2 separate regions of the Hordeum vulgare genome follow, and region 1 is linked to region 2. Evidence: chromatin contacts called from public Hi-C data. All regions are on one chromosome and are shown on one strand. The core of a region is the stretch at or near the end of the contact, and the rest is flanking DNA. Distances in the headings are between cores, read along the strand shown. Region 1 holds the start of LOC123401862 (L-aspartate oxidase, chloroplastic). Region 2 holds the start of LOC123401085 (synaptotagmin-5-like).

Region 1 (3,082 bases), core at 338-2,837, 130 kb after region 2:
GTTGTGAGAATGTCCACCTTCCCTTGCGAGGTGCAGCCTGCCATCTTCACCATGGTCAAATGAAGCACCCATGGCTATTAGCTCCTTGACACGCTCAGGACCTTCTGTGCATACTATCTGAAAGGCAACACAGATGTCTCAAGGATAAGAATCAATAAGAAGCAACTACTGACAGGCGCAGCAGAGGCTAAACATACCCTGACGGTCTCCTCATCGCAGAGATAAGCCCCTGCAACAATAGTATCTTGCATATGGCTTTCTACGGAATCCTTGGGGCACAGAACGGCACTGACGCCGCCTTGCGCGTAGTTGGTGTTGCTCTCATGAGGCTCTGCTTTGGTGATGATAGCAACAGAGCCGTGCTTCGAGACTTCTAGCGCATACCTTAGGCCAGCGACACCACTGCCGATGACCACGAAATCAAAGTATCTCGTGGTGTCATCCTGCATGCATGGGAGGGCAGAGGCTCTGATGGAGCTGAACCTGTGCCTCGTATGCTGTTGCGAAGCACTGAGAGCCTTCACGGACATGAAACGAGGGGTAGTGCAAAATCTGCAGCATAGCCAACATGGTGTCATCAGCTTAAACAATGAAGACCGGCATTTCAGGATTTATCACCAAAGCTTGCGATTTCAACAGGTAACCAACAGCAACCAACTGGTAAGGTTTTTAACAGGTTTTCAGTTTCTTAGATGGATCCATTAGAAAATATATTTAACCTTCAAAAAAAATCATCGAAAAAGAAAGATGGGGAATCAAGAAGGTGAATACCTATCTCACCAACTGAATGATCATGCAGGCATGACATGACCCCAGGTCCTATATGCTTACAATTTAGGCGACGGCAGGCCATGGACTTACTTATTATTGCGGTTATTATTGCAGTAAACATTTGTGGCTGGCTTAGTTTGACTGACGGCCATTTGTTGAGACATGCACAGATGAGAGTATTTCAGACCCTGCGAGAAAGAGGGCTGCAACTTCACCTGGAGATCTCGAGCTGGGCGCAGGCTCTGAAGGAGAGAGAAGGCGGGCGAGACGCCTGCATGTGTGCTCCCTGCACATGCACATGGTGGAGGCCAGCAGAGCCGCCCATTAGTTTGGCCATCCTGGCGCCGGCTCTGCAGAGACAGAAAGAAGAAGCACATGGATCGGTCCATTAAGAAATCCACGAGATCTTGGCATGGTAGGGTAGCCATAAAAATTCCGCAAGATCTAGGGAGCCGTTTCTTCTGCCATGGAAAACGGTACCTTTAGAAAGATCTGATCGCGCGGTTGGTGGGGAGGAGCAGGGGCGCCGGCCGACGCTGGTGCTCCCAATGGCGGGGAGGGGAGAAGGAGGCGGTGGCGGGGTAGGGGTTAAGCGCGGCGGGCACGCCCTTTGGGCCCTCCCAAGGAGCGGAGCGGAGAGGCGGAGGTGGGAGAGAGCGGCAGCGCTTGCGCGTGCGCGTGCGGAGGAGGGGGAAACAGCAGCGCGGGCGAGAGGGGAGGAGGGAGGGAGGGAGGGGAGAAAGGGAAAGAATTGGACGAAAAAGGAATGGAATGGAAAAGGCGAGGAAAAATCCTCGCACCCCGAGGAGCCACACCGCATCGTGATGGTGGTGGTGGTGGTCTCATCGCCGCCGCCGGCGTCGTGCGGATTCGATTTCTTCTTTCGAGTCGACTACTGCTGTCCCGATCGATCCCTTTTCCGTTTGGGAATAATCTCGGGTCGTCGGGGGCGCGCGGGGCCCAGCGGGTGCGCTTTTCCACCAGGCTGCTGCGTCGCAGGCCCAGCCAAGAAGAGAGATGTGTGGGTGCGACAAAAAGAAGAAAGATTAGCATGATTTGACCCTACTTCATAAATAATTCGTGATCTTAGTAAGAACAACTCCAACGCAGCACCCAAATCGTTTGTCCACGTTCATATAAATCCACGCGCATAAAAGCGATGGCCCAACGCAGAAACTCAAACTCAAAATGCGTCTGCTTCGTGTCCGAGCAGATCCATTTCTGATTTAAAATTATGCTTGAAATGTGTCGATGCGAACGCGACGAGCCTTTTCATGTCCGCGTCCATTCACACATGGCGTCCAGTCAAAGCCAGCGCCGTCTTTATTAACGGCGATCGCCCACCACGAGCTTACACACGTCCTTTTATAATCCAAGCGCGGGGGAAGGATTCATCCTCTTCTAGAAGTCGCCCTCATCTACATCTAGGCACCCGATGCTCCCCCACCGACGGCAAACCCCTAGCCACCCTGGGTTTTTTTCTCCAGCAAGACAACGGCAAGTCCCTGGCACTCCCGTCGTCCATGTCTTCCTTTCAAACATCTAGACAACAGTTCTCCACGTATGCTTCTACATCATTTTCTTAAAAAAAGGCTATGCTTCTAGATAGAAAAAATATATATATAAAAAATACATCCTATGACCGGATGTAGTTACACATACGTCTCATGTACTACCTTGTGGTAGTATATATACTACCCTATCATTTTTAGTATGCTTATATACTATATATATAGCCATCTCAAGTTTCAACTGAGAAACGCTGATAGTCATTAGCTATTTGTAACCTTGCAGGTAGGTTTTGTGCCACTGCTGAGATCTTATCCGGTTCTTCAGCAACAATCTATCATGATCTCACGGGCATGAACAACCGTCAGACTAGATATCTCCATCTCATGGGCCACTCTACATATTTCATCTCATCGTGGAGCGATTGTCACTGCTCTCTATGTTCATTAGAGACAGTGAACGGCCTGATACCAATCAGAGGACAAACAAGACAGGGATGGAGCTGCAATCCGAGTATGTCAGCATAGTACGGTCAAAGAAGCAGCTGAAGAATGCAGAATGGAAGATTGGTGAACTAGATTCAGAATGGGAAGAATTCTTATTCAGGAGGGGTTGGAAGCCAACCATGGTGTGGACCGAGGGCCGCGAAATGAGGAACCTCTTCTGCTGCACAAGCTTGTTGTCAAGAGCGCCCTTGCAAGGCAGGAGAGCCACTTCACACAGAGGACTAACCATACCTGGAGGAGAGTCAGAGGGAAGCCTGCAGTGATCTTCCCTACTACTGTACTATCCAAGAGCTGGC
Region 2 (3,182 bases), core at 170-2,669:
CGTCGCCATGGTGCGTGAGTGCCGTAACATGGTACGCATGGCTCTCAGCGGAATTGCACTCCCAGATCGCTACGAAGGTGTGTGCCGCCAAGGCCCGATACACGGCTTGCATTGCATTGCGGCCTAAGAGAACCCAAGCTCGAAGCCCAAGCCGAGGAGGCGGAGCACCTAGCGTCGAAGAAGCAATACCACCTCATGCAAGCCAAGATGAAGCACCTAGCGGCTAAGGTGTGACTTGAGGCCAAGCGCATGGACGCTGCCACCATGGGACCCTGTCCTCATGTTTAGTCTCGCGCACGACACCGCCCCAAGTTACCTCACGCTGCTGACGGCTGCTGGCCGATGCCCTGTGCCCCACCAGGCCACCACCTCCCCCGGCGTGCTGCCTGGCTCGTCGGATAGCGCTGCCAGCAACGGCTTCAACCCGTGAATCGGCCATCGCGTAGAATTTGTGCGGCTCGCGGCGGTGCACACAAAGGCTGACAGGTGCCCGGGAGCCGAGGCACGGAGAGAGCAGCAGTGCCGGGGCGGAGCTGTGCGTGCAGCCAGCGGCGCGAACCCAAGAGGCGGATTGGCCTCGGCATACACGCGAGCTCGCACCACAGCAGGGCAGGGGCGGAGCTGTACATTTGGCCAGCAGCGCATAGACACGGAGCTGCTGCCTGCTGCTAGCGTCACCTAGCCATAGAGCCAAGCAGTCTTACGGTCGGAGAGGTCGGCAAGGAACAGAGCCACCTCGCCGGAGGCCTCCATGCCGGCGTCCTCCTCCTGCTGCTAGACACGCGCCAACTGCTCGTCGAAATGCCCAACTGAGTTGGACTGAACGGTGGAGCACTTGACGACAGCCGTAAATACACCCAAACTGGGAAACAACAAGCGTGATTAGGATCAAAGCCTAGTAGCAATTATGGCCCCGTATAAATGAATCGCCCATGCCTCCGCAATTAACCCGCGTCGCCGAACATGTATAGCAATTGATTGATTTTCCAATCCACGGCGGTCCTAACCCAGCATTTCCTAATTTCGAGCGCCTGCACGGGCACGGATTGACGGACGAACCCAGCGGCCAACCGAATCGCATCGGATCACCGTAGACGGGATAATAAAATTGGAAGCGGGGAGGAGTGGGGAGGGGGGGCGTACCAGCTCGCGGCGCTGCTCGGCGCGGGAATTCTCGAGGCGCGCGAACGCCATGACGACGCCGACGCCGAGCACCAGGCCCAGCAAGGCGCCGAAGAGGAACGCCATGGCTCGCCGCCGTGGCGCGCGGTCGAGGTCGGGAGCTGCGCGTGCGGCGGGTTGGGTGGTGCTCGATGCGGAGGAGGCGCGTGCGCCGGACCGGAGGAGTGCGGGTGCGGGTGCGGGTGCGGCCCCCCTCCCCCTTTCCGCCTTGAATTATGTTTCCCTTTCTAGTGGACAACAACTGTTCGTTTCTGCTCTGGGATGTGCTTCGCGTAGGGTGTCGGTCACGGTGGGGGGCACGTGCCAAGCACGTAGATAGATTTGCGTTGCTGCGTTCCCTTTAATAATCTGGGTCTGGTTTTGGTTCCTTGCTTGGAGATGGTCAGATGGGGACGGAATGGAACGGATGATGCCTCCTCCTTGTGCTTCGTGTGGCTTCTATCGTTCCGCCGGAGGGACACGTGTTTCATGGAAGGGCCACGTGGTGAAGATCACGGGCAAGCTTCTGAGAGATTCCACCAAGTAGAGTACTAGTTTATATCGTTATTTACATGGAATAAATATTCCTTTCTAAGGTATCATATCTTCTCCAATGAAAATGTTATCCGGCCGCCTCTTCTGTGGTATCATATCTTATGAGAGATCCCATATATATAGATTTTGATTAAAAAAAAATTTAGCAATTGTGAGATGATATTTAGACAACTTTAACATTAAAGAAAAACAAATTATTATTAGTGTGCGTAGTATGATCGTCTATCAACGAAAATTCTTTTAAAATTATCTATCATGACTAGAAGGTTAAATAAATTCACCCTTTAGCAACCAAATGATAAATTTGGTCAGCTATTTTTAAACTGAAATGGTTATATTATGTGTCGGATGTGCATGCTCGGCTTCGCATGCGTTGGATGTTCAATAATTCATGTATGAAAAAAATCAAAAAGCTATAACTATCAAACCGTGTGTAGAAATTATGATATGTTTTCACCCTTGGGTTCCTCGTGACGAACTCCTCAAAACGAGATCCCATATGAATATGTTTTAAAGAAAAAAAATTAAAGCAACTTCGATGCTAGACGAGGCAACTTTAATGCTAAACAGAAGCAACTTTGATGCTAGATGTATTGCATCTTGTGTATACACATGAGTTGCTTGTTGAATGCACTAGAGTTGCGCAAAAAACACACTAAAAGTTGCTTACTTTTTTGTGATACTCGAATGCAATTATGGCAACTATTCACAAATAGCAGGTAACTGAGCATTAATGGCAAGCAACTGAACATCAATCATAGGCAATTGATCATCGACAATAGGCAACTGAACATCAAAATTGAGCAATTTCATAATATTTTGTAGACAACTGAGCATTAAAATTGAGCAATTTCACAGTATTTATTGGCAACTGAGCATCAATCATAGGCAACTGATCATCATTATTTAATTATGTAAAGCTTTTAGAGGTGAATCTAGTCAACTGTTAGTCGTGGTAACCAACTTAGAAGAATTCTTCGCTGATAGATAGTCATAGTAAGGGGGAAGGAGTTGCTTGCTATAGCACTAAAGTTGCCTCATCTAGCACACAAAGTTGCTCAAAAAAAGTTCGTCGATACCTATCCATATGGGATCTAGTTTTGAAGAGCTTTTCGTAAGAAACACAGCAGTGAAAACGGATTGTTATTCCGACGCTCGGTTCAAAAGTTATGACTTAAAAAAAACGCCAATAAATGCACGAGGTTGGTTGTCCTGAGGTGCCTCCGCTACCGCGAGCGAGCTCGATAGCCACATCCTTTAAAAAAAATACCCAGTGAACCCTCTCACTACCACATGACCAAGATCTAATGATAAAAGTTTTCAAATAAAAAACGCACTAAAATCAAGCCCGCTCCTAAGATTTAGGGGGACAGGATAAAATTTAAATATCTTTAGCCCCTTAAAAGAACTCTAATATATATAATAAGAAAATATACAAAGTTAACGACGATGCTATCAAAAGAAGA

Evidence for each region. Hi-C and Micro-C count contacts between places; a contact is called where the count stands out from the background.
Region 1: a Hi-C map of seedling shows a contact between it and region 2, with 4 times the contacts expected there. The contact joins the promoter of LOC123401862 here to the promoter of LOC123401085 in region 2. A contact is called at or near these places in 3 of 6 Hi-C or Micro-C datasets (leaf and seedling).

The regions. Positions count from the first base shown.
Region 1 is chr6H:42,486,846-42,489,927 of MorexV3_pseudomolecules_assembly, forward strand. It overlaps LOC123401862 (L-aspartate oxidase, chloroplastic), which reads right to left and starts at 1,588. Exons shown (of 8, transcript XM_045095717.1): 1 at 1,252-1,588; 2 at 987-1,121; 3 at 198-552; 4 at 1-117. The coding sequence starts at 1,108.
Region 2 is chr6H:42,355,394-42,358,575 of MorexV3_pseudomolecules_assembly, forward strand. It overlaps LOC123401085 (synaptotagmin-5-like), which reads right to left and starts at 1,420. Exons shown (of 13, transcript XM_045094803.1): 1 at 1,144-1,420. The coding sequence starts at 1,248.